Linked DNA regions of Ovis canadensis: region 1 is linked to region 2. Evidence: chromatin contacts called from public Hi-C data. All regions are on one chromosome and are shown on one strand. The core of a region is the stretch at or near the end of the contact, and the rest is flanking DNA. Distances in the headings are between cores, read along the strand shown. Region 1 has its middle 8.6 kb from the start of TRNAM-CAU. Region 2 holds the start of VPS36 (vacuolar protein sorting 36 homolog).

The links. A called contact is a pair of places that touch in the nucleus more often than the background predicts.
Region 1: a Hi-C map of fibroblasts shows a contact between it and region 2, with 6 times the contacts expected there. The contact joins the enhancer-like site here to the promoter of VPS36 in region 2. A contact is called at or near these places in 2 of 2 Hi-C or Micro-C datasets (fibroblasts and lung).

The regions. Positions count from the first base shown.
Region 1 is chr10:35,982,759-35,986,228 of ARS-UI_OviCan_v2, forward strand. No RefSeq gene overlaps it. Among named protein-coding and RNA genes, the nearest start is that of TRNAM-CAU, 8.6 kb to the right of the region's middle. Within about 2 kb of position 2,178, the one cell type or tissue checked has open chromatin away from gene starts, as enhancers often do. A contact at or near this core is called in fibroblasts, where this site is marked.
Region 2 is chr10:35,895,705-35,899,238 of ARS-UI_OviCan_v2, forward strand. VPS36 (vacuolar protein sorting 36 homolog) reads left to right here and starts at 1,622. Exons shown (of 14, transcript XM_069601474.1): 1 at 1,622-1,873. The coding sequence starts at 1,778.

The sequences.
Region 1 (3,470 bases), core at 928-3,427, 88 kb after region 2:
GCATGGCAACCCACTCCAGTATTCTTGCCTGGAGAATCTCATGGACAGAAGAGCCTGGTGGGCTATGATCCATGGAGTCGTAAAGAGTCAGACACGACTGAAGTGACTTAGCATGCACGCACAGGTGTGTACATTTGTCAAAACATTAAACTGTATACTGAAGATGTACACATTGTGTTGTGTATGCAATACACCTTAATTAAAGAACAATGCAGTCTTATGTTTTTGTAATTTGGCTGCTCAAAGAGATTTTTCCATAATCAACTCCAACGCATCATTCTATTTCCTTTGTAGCTTCCGTCACTTCTTTTGAAACATACTCAAATCTCATGTATGTTAATCATGTGAGAGGTTACCAGGCTTCCCTCTGGATCGATAGACTTATTTTCTTAATACATGTGGTATTGTGATAACAGACATCTCATTCCCTCACCCATAGGGGATAAGAAGTAGCTGCAGTGTACACTGGAAGGCACAGTGGTGATAGTGACATCTTGGCAGTGAAGGAGAAAAAACTAAAAGTATGACCTAAGAATCCAAAAGAGTGTGAGCCTGGAATGATTGAAACAAAATCAGACAATGTTATACATTTCCGTAGTCACAGGGCATCACGTTTTGTCATAGGGTTCATCCAGAAATGTTAAATCATATGCAGTATATTCTATTTAAACCTAGGTAAATCATATGCAGTATATTCAAAGCTATGGTTTTTCCAGTAGTCATGTATGGATGTGAGAGTTGGATTATAAAGAAATTTGAGTGCCAAAGAATTGATGCTTTTGAACTGTGGTGTTGGAGAAGACTCTTGAGAGTCCCTTGCGCTGCAAGTGGATCCAACCAGTCCATCCTAAAGGAGATCAGTCCCAGGTGTTCATTGGAAGGTCTGATGTTGAAGCTGAAACTCCAATACTTTGGCCACCTAATGCGAAGAACTGACTCATTTGAAAAAACCGTGATGCCGGGAAAGATTGAAGGCAGGAGGAGAAGGGGACAACAGAGAATGAGATGGTTGGATGGCATCACCGACTCAATGGACATGAGTCTGAGTAAATTCCAGGAGTTGGTGATGCACAGGGAGGCCAAGCGTGCTGCAGTCCAAGGGGTCGCAAACAGTCGGAGATGACTGAGCGACTGAACTGAACTGAACTGATCTTCTATTTTAAAAGCAAAGAAGGGTAAATACATGAACATTTCATAGAGAACAATTTAAATCATATTTCTGTTTTGGTGCATGAAGGGATAAATCTTCAAATAGCCAGATTAATCCAGTCTGGGATGAAAGCCAGTCCCTGGTAGAACCAGGACTGGTGGCAAAGGAGCTGCCTTTGGGTAGATGGCTATTATTACACAACCAGGCGGAGTCCCAGGCAACTGAAAGGGGTCATGTAATCCCAATAAGCTCTGATTTAACACCTTTATCACCAACATGGAGCTTTCTTACCCTATAAGGATGCTGAGTAATACTGCAAACATGCATTTTCTGTGGGCCATCTGGTTATGAAAACCCCATAGGGTAAGACTCATGAGAAGGTCTTGCTAGTTTTTCTGAAAGTAAATAATTCTAAATGGGCTCCTGGAGAGTTTTCTGGGTAATTCATATTCTACAGAGATTTGATTGCAGAAAATTTCCAGTAAACTTAAAACTCAACTTCCTATAACACTTAGAAAGTGTACAAAAACAATTGGCTTTTGTTCGATTGAGAAAGACCCTGGATGAGTAGAACTTTGAAATGGTGAAAGAAAAAGGTAGATAAATAAGACGGAAATTTCTGACTGTCAGCGACTAAAGAAAACCTTGCTGAACTTGGAAAGTATAATAAAAGAGGGATCTTGCCTAGTTTGAGTTGTCGTATCCTTGGGCTTCCCTGGTGGTTCAGCAGTAAAGAATTTGCCTGGCAATGCAGGAGATGTAGGTTCAATCCCTGGTTCAGGAAGATCCCTGGAGAAGAACTATTCTTGGGTGGGAAATCCCATGGACCAAGGAGCCTGGCGTGTTCCAGTCCATGGGGTCGCAAAGAGTCGGACACAACTGAGTGACTGAACTGAACTGAGCAACTAAACAACAACATCTTGAGTTCAGATTCATGCCTGGATAGAATGCCGTGTGTTCTCAGGGATGAAGGGCCCGCAGGAGAATGAGAGCGAGGAGGCAGATGCTGTTGGAAGGAGAGAGCTGGAATGTCCTAGTGGTCAAGAGAAATGCATGTGTGGGTGTGTGGGAGGGTATCAGGGGAAATGAACACTGCCAAGTTGATTTGTATTTTAACTACCAAAGCATTCCTAGGACATTCTTCCAAGATGCTGGGATTAGAGAGATGGCAAGTTTCAACAGTATGTTTATCCATTACAAGTACAAGAACTAAGAAAAAAATTTTGGCAGATGTATCTTTAATTCTAAAAAGACAATGGTGACATTAAGGAAACTTTGAAACAAAGTGACTTCTCATAATTCCTTTACTCTTCAACAGCTAATATTCTATTTTTCTATGTTTTCTTCTGGACTAAAACTAAAACTCTCTTTCTCTAGCAGTACCTTTGAGTGAGTAAGTTTCCTCTTGGCATGATCTCTATTGAAGCAGCTTCTAAACCCTAATGAGCTGGGAACAATTCTCCAGTCCTGTATCATTCTGCCTTAAACTGGCCACTTGAACTGCAAAGAGGAATTATCTGCAATTATTATTTCACGACTGTTTTCAAGATTCCCCACTTTCAACATCCGCTGCACGTGGTCTGCAGAAGTAAAGCAAGTCAAACACTGTGGGCAAGAAAGCGATTCTGCTGTTCTTCAGAATGAGCTTCCCTGGTAGCTCAGTTGGTGAAGATCCACCTGCAAAGCAGGAGACCCCAGTTTTATTCCTGGGCTGGGAAGATCTGCTGGAGAGAGGGTGGGCTACCCACTCCAGTATTCTTGGGCTTTCCTTGTGGCTCAGCTGCAGTGTGGGAGACCTGGGTTCAATCTCTGGGTTGGGAAGATCCCCTGGAGAAGAGAACAGCTACCCACTCCAGGGGTCACAATGAGTCTGACACGACTTTCACTTTCACTTCACTTTCCAGAATGGGCTTAGGGATCATCCTTCCTAACTCCCTGTTATTAGTAAGAAAAATGAGGCCCAGAAAGGTCATAGAACTAATAAATTCTGTTGTTGAGATTTGACCCAAGGTGTTAAAAATTTTTTAATTTTAAAAAAATTTTAGATTTTTAGAAAAAAATTCAAATCTACCTTCCTCTGCTGCTGCTGCTGCTAAGTTGCTTCAGTCGCGTCCAACTCTGTGCGACCCCATAGACAGCAGCCCACCAGGCTCCCCCATCCCTAGGATTCTCCAGGCAAGAACACTGGAGTGGGTTGCCATTTCCTTCTCCAATGCATGAAAGTGAAGTCGCTCAGTCGTGTCCTACTGTTAGCGACCCCATGGACTGCAGCCTACCAGGCTCCTCCGTCCATGGGATTTTCCAGGCAAGAGTACTGGAG
Region 2 (3,534 bases), core at 372-2,871:
CGTGAGAAAAACAGGGATCAGTCCCCCAGCACCTGCCCCACCAGCAGAATTGTCACAGCCCGCCTTTCCTCCTCGCGGCACCCCCTCTTCTCTTGGCTTCCAGAACCCCACACCCTCCTGGTTGTCTCCCTACCTCACCTGCAAGCAGCTTCTTCTCCATCTCTTTCTCCACACCCCTTCCTCCCCTGACCTGTATGCTTCGGTGTAAATGAATATTCCCCAGCTCCTGAGCAGGAGTTGTCCACAGTGTTAGCCACCCTTCAGGATGAAGATCTTCTTTTGATTCAAAGGTATTGAGAAATTGTCTCATTGGTAAGTGAAAATAGGAAAAAAGAATAGAGGGGAGTTGGGTGGAGGGGGTTCAGGATGTGGGGGTCACATCTATCCCTTGGCCGATTCATGTGGATATATGGCCAAAACCAATATGATATTGTAAAGTAATTATCCTCCAATTAAAGTAAATTAAAATAATAATTGTCAAGTGGCAAAAAAAAAAAATTATAACATCTAATGTAGCCAGGGTAACTTGGCTTGGATGAAGAACAATTTGCTGGTGGCACTACGTTCTGCCTCAATAAGTTCCCAATATGTAGCAGGTTTGCAAAACATGGGTTCAAACTCTTAAAAGCAGTCATCCTACTTTGGGAAGACACTCTAAGCAAATAATCCTAAAGGGGAAAATACATATCAGTTGTAGAAGGACAAATACAGGTGCTTCATTTATAACGCAAGGTAGAGAAAGAAATGAAAGGGACAGCAGCCAAGGCCCAGCAGGTGGGAGTGGCAGTCAGGCACTGGTTTGCAGAGACCCATCCACAGGTAAATTATAATAGATCTATATAGTCCTGAAATACTATCTAGAGTAAATTTGTGAAGTCTGTGTTAATACTGGAAATGTTTAAATGAAAAGGATTTTAATTGGAAAAAAAGTGGGGCAGAAAATAGTACTTTTTTTTTTTTTACAAAATAGTACTTACATATTGATTGAAGCTGTGTGAAAACAAATCAGTCATAAATATTCATCTGGGAAAAAAGTATTCAATGACAGGCTTTAATGAACGCGGCAGCATGCTGGGAAGTGACAAGAAAAGGGCACAAATATGCAGGAATAGTGTACAATCAGAAAGTCCAAGCTGCGTTCTAGGCTCCCTAAAAGTCTCTTGTAATCTCTGGGTTTGCGGCTGAGGACAAAGACTCTTGAGGGTCTCTTGGACTGCAAGGAGATCAAGCCAGTCAATCCTAAAGGAAGTCAATCGTGAATATTCATTGGAAGGACTGAAGCTGAAGCTCCAATACTTTGACCACCGGCTGCGAAGAGCCAAAGAGCCGACTCATTAGAAAAGACCCTGATGCTGGGAGAGATTCAAGGCAGGAGAAGGGGACGACAGAGGACGAGATGGTTGGATGGCATCACTGACTCGATGGACACGAGTTTGAGCAAGCTCCGGGAGATGGTGAAGGACAGGGAAGCCTGGTGTGCTGCAGTCCATGGGGTCGCAGAGTCCGACACGACGGAGCGACTGAACAAAGGATAGGGTGGACGTCCCCATTGGGACTGTGGCCGATGGACCGCCAGAGGGCGCACCAAGCACGTCTCCACGTCCCCGGGCGCCCCGCGGCCGCGCGCGCTCCGCAGGGCTCCGAGGCCAGACAGCTCCCTCCCTGCCGGCCTCCGCCCCGCCCGCCGCCAGGGGGCGCCGCAGGCTGCCCGGCGGCTCGGCTCGCCGTCCCGGAGCGCCAGCGCGGGCGAGCGGCGGAGGCCGGCCAGGCGGCGGCCATGGACCGCTTCGTGTGGACCAGCGGCCTCCTGGAGATCAACGAGACGCTGGTGATCCAGCAGCGGGGGGTGCGCATCTACGACGGCGAGGAGAAGGTAGGGCTGCGGCCGGCCGGGCCTCGCTCCGCGACCCCAGCTCCCCGGCTGGCCTCGCCGATCGGCGCCGCCCCCGCTGTCCACGCCCGCCCGGCGCCGGGCTCCGGCCCGACCCGGGAACGGCTCCCGGAGGGAGCGCGCGGGCGGCGCCCCTCTCCCAGCCCGGGCAGAGACCCCCGCTCCGGGCGGCACGGCGGACGCGGGCAGGGAACCCCGAGTCCTCGCCCCCGATCGCGCCGGGCAGGCCGGTTCCGCCTTTGTCCCGAGGCCGCCGGGTGCAGCGCTCCCGAACTGGGCGTGGCTTCGGGCGCCGGGACCTGGGGGAACCGGGGGGACAGGGCGGTCCTGGCCGGAGCGGGAGCGGGGCGAACCGAAAGGATTTCCGAAGAGAAAAGCCCGCCTCTCCTGGGACGCCTCGGCCAGAGGCTCTGTGTGTGTGGATTGCTCGTGGTCCGGCAGAGGAGGTTTGATTGTTTTGTCGAGTGATGGAACAGGCCGTGCCTGGTAATCCAAACGTAAACCATAAAGAGCTGTGTTTGCAGATGGCAAGGAGAAATATTACCTGTGTTTCACGGACACGTTAACATTCACTGGAGACTACCGTCATACTACGAACGATCATCCTGTTCTGAATGAAATGTATGAGCTGGAATTAGGGGGAAAAAATTGTTTATCGGCATTTTTAGTTTCCAGAAGTTTTCACTTGCTACCTTGTCCTTCCTTGCAGTTTCCTTAGAGAGAAACTTCCTCCTGTACTTTGGAACTCGTTGCCTGACCCAGAGCTTTTCCTGTCTGTACTTGAGAGTAGCTTGAGGCCTCCTTCCTTCCAGGGCGGGGCTTACACAGCCACCCAGGCACCGCTGACATGCCTGGGGACCCTGGTGCCCTGCCTCCTCGAGGGCATTTTTGCATGTTTCCATTATTGGGTCGAGATCTTTTCTTTTGTTTGGACTTACAAACTCTCTTTCGGAGAAGGCATTGGCACCCCACTCCAGTACTCTTGCTCGGAAAATCCCATGGACGGAGGAGCCTGGTGGGCTGCAGTCCATGGGGTCGCTAAGAGCCCAACACGACTGAGCAACTTCACTTTCACTTTCCACTTTCATGCATTGGAGGAAATGGCAACCCACTCTAGTGTTCTTGCCTGGAGACTCCCAGGGACGGGGGAGCCTGGTGGGCTGCCATCTATGGGGTTGCACAGAGTCGGTCGACTGAAGCGACTTAGCAGCAGCAGCAGCAGCAACTGTTTCCTGGCTTCCTCCATGGCTCAGCTGGTTAAGAATCTGCCTGCTAAGGCAGGAAACATGGGTTCAATCCCTGGGTCAGAAAGATTCTCCCAGAGAAGGGAATGGCTACCCTCTCCAGTATTCTTGCCTGGAGGATCCCATGGACAGAGGAGCCTGGTGGGCTACAGTCCCTGGGGTCGAAGAGGCGGACACGGGTTATGGAACTAAACAACAGCTCTTTTTACTGCTTCAATACTTTTATGAACTTGATCTCAAATTGGGTTTGCATCTTTTGCTTGGCATGATTAGCTAAATGTCTGTTTTTGTAAACCAAGTTTCCACGTTTGGAACTGTGGTGACTGGGAAGCTTAATCAACGTCCCCTTCCTCAGGGGACTGGAAGTTCCCCACACAACTGGTTTTCAAACACAGCTCC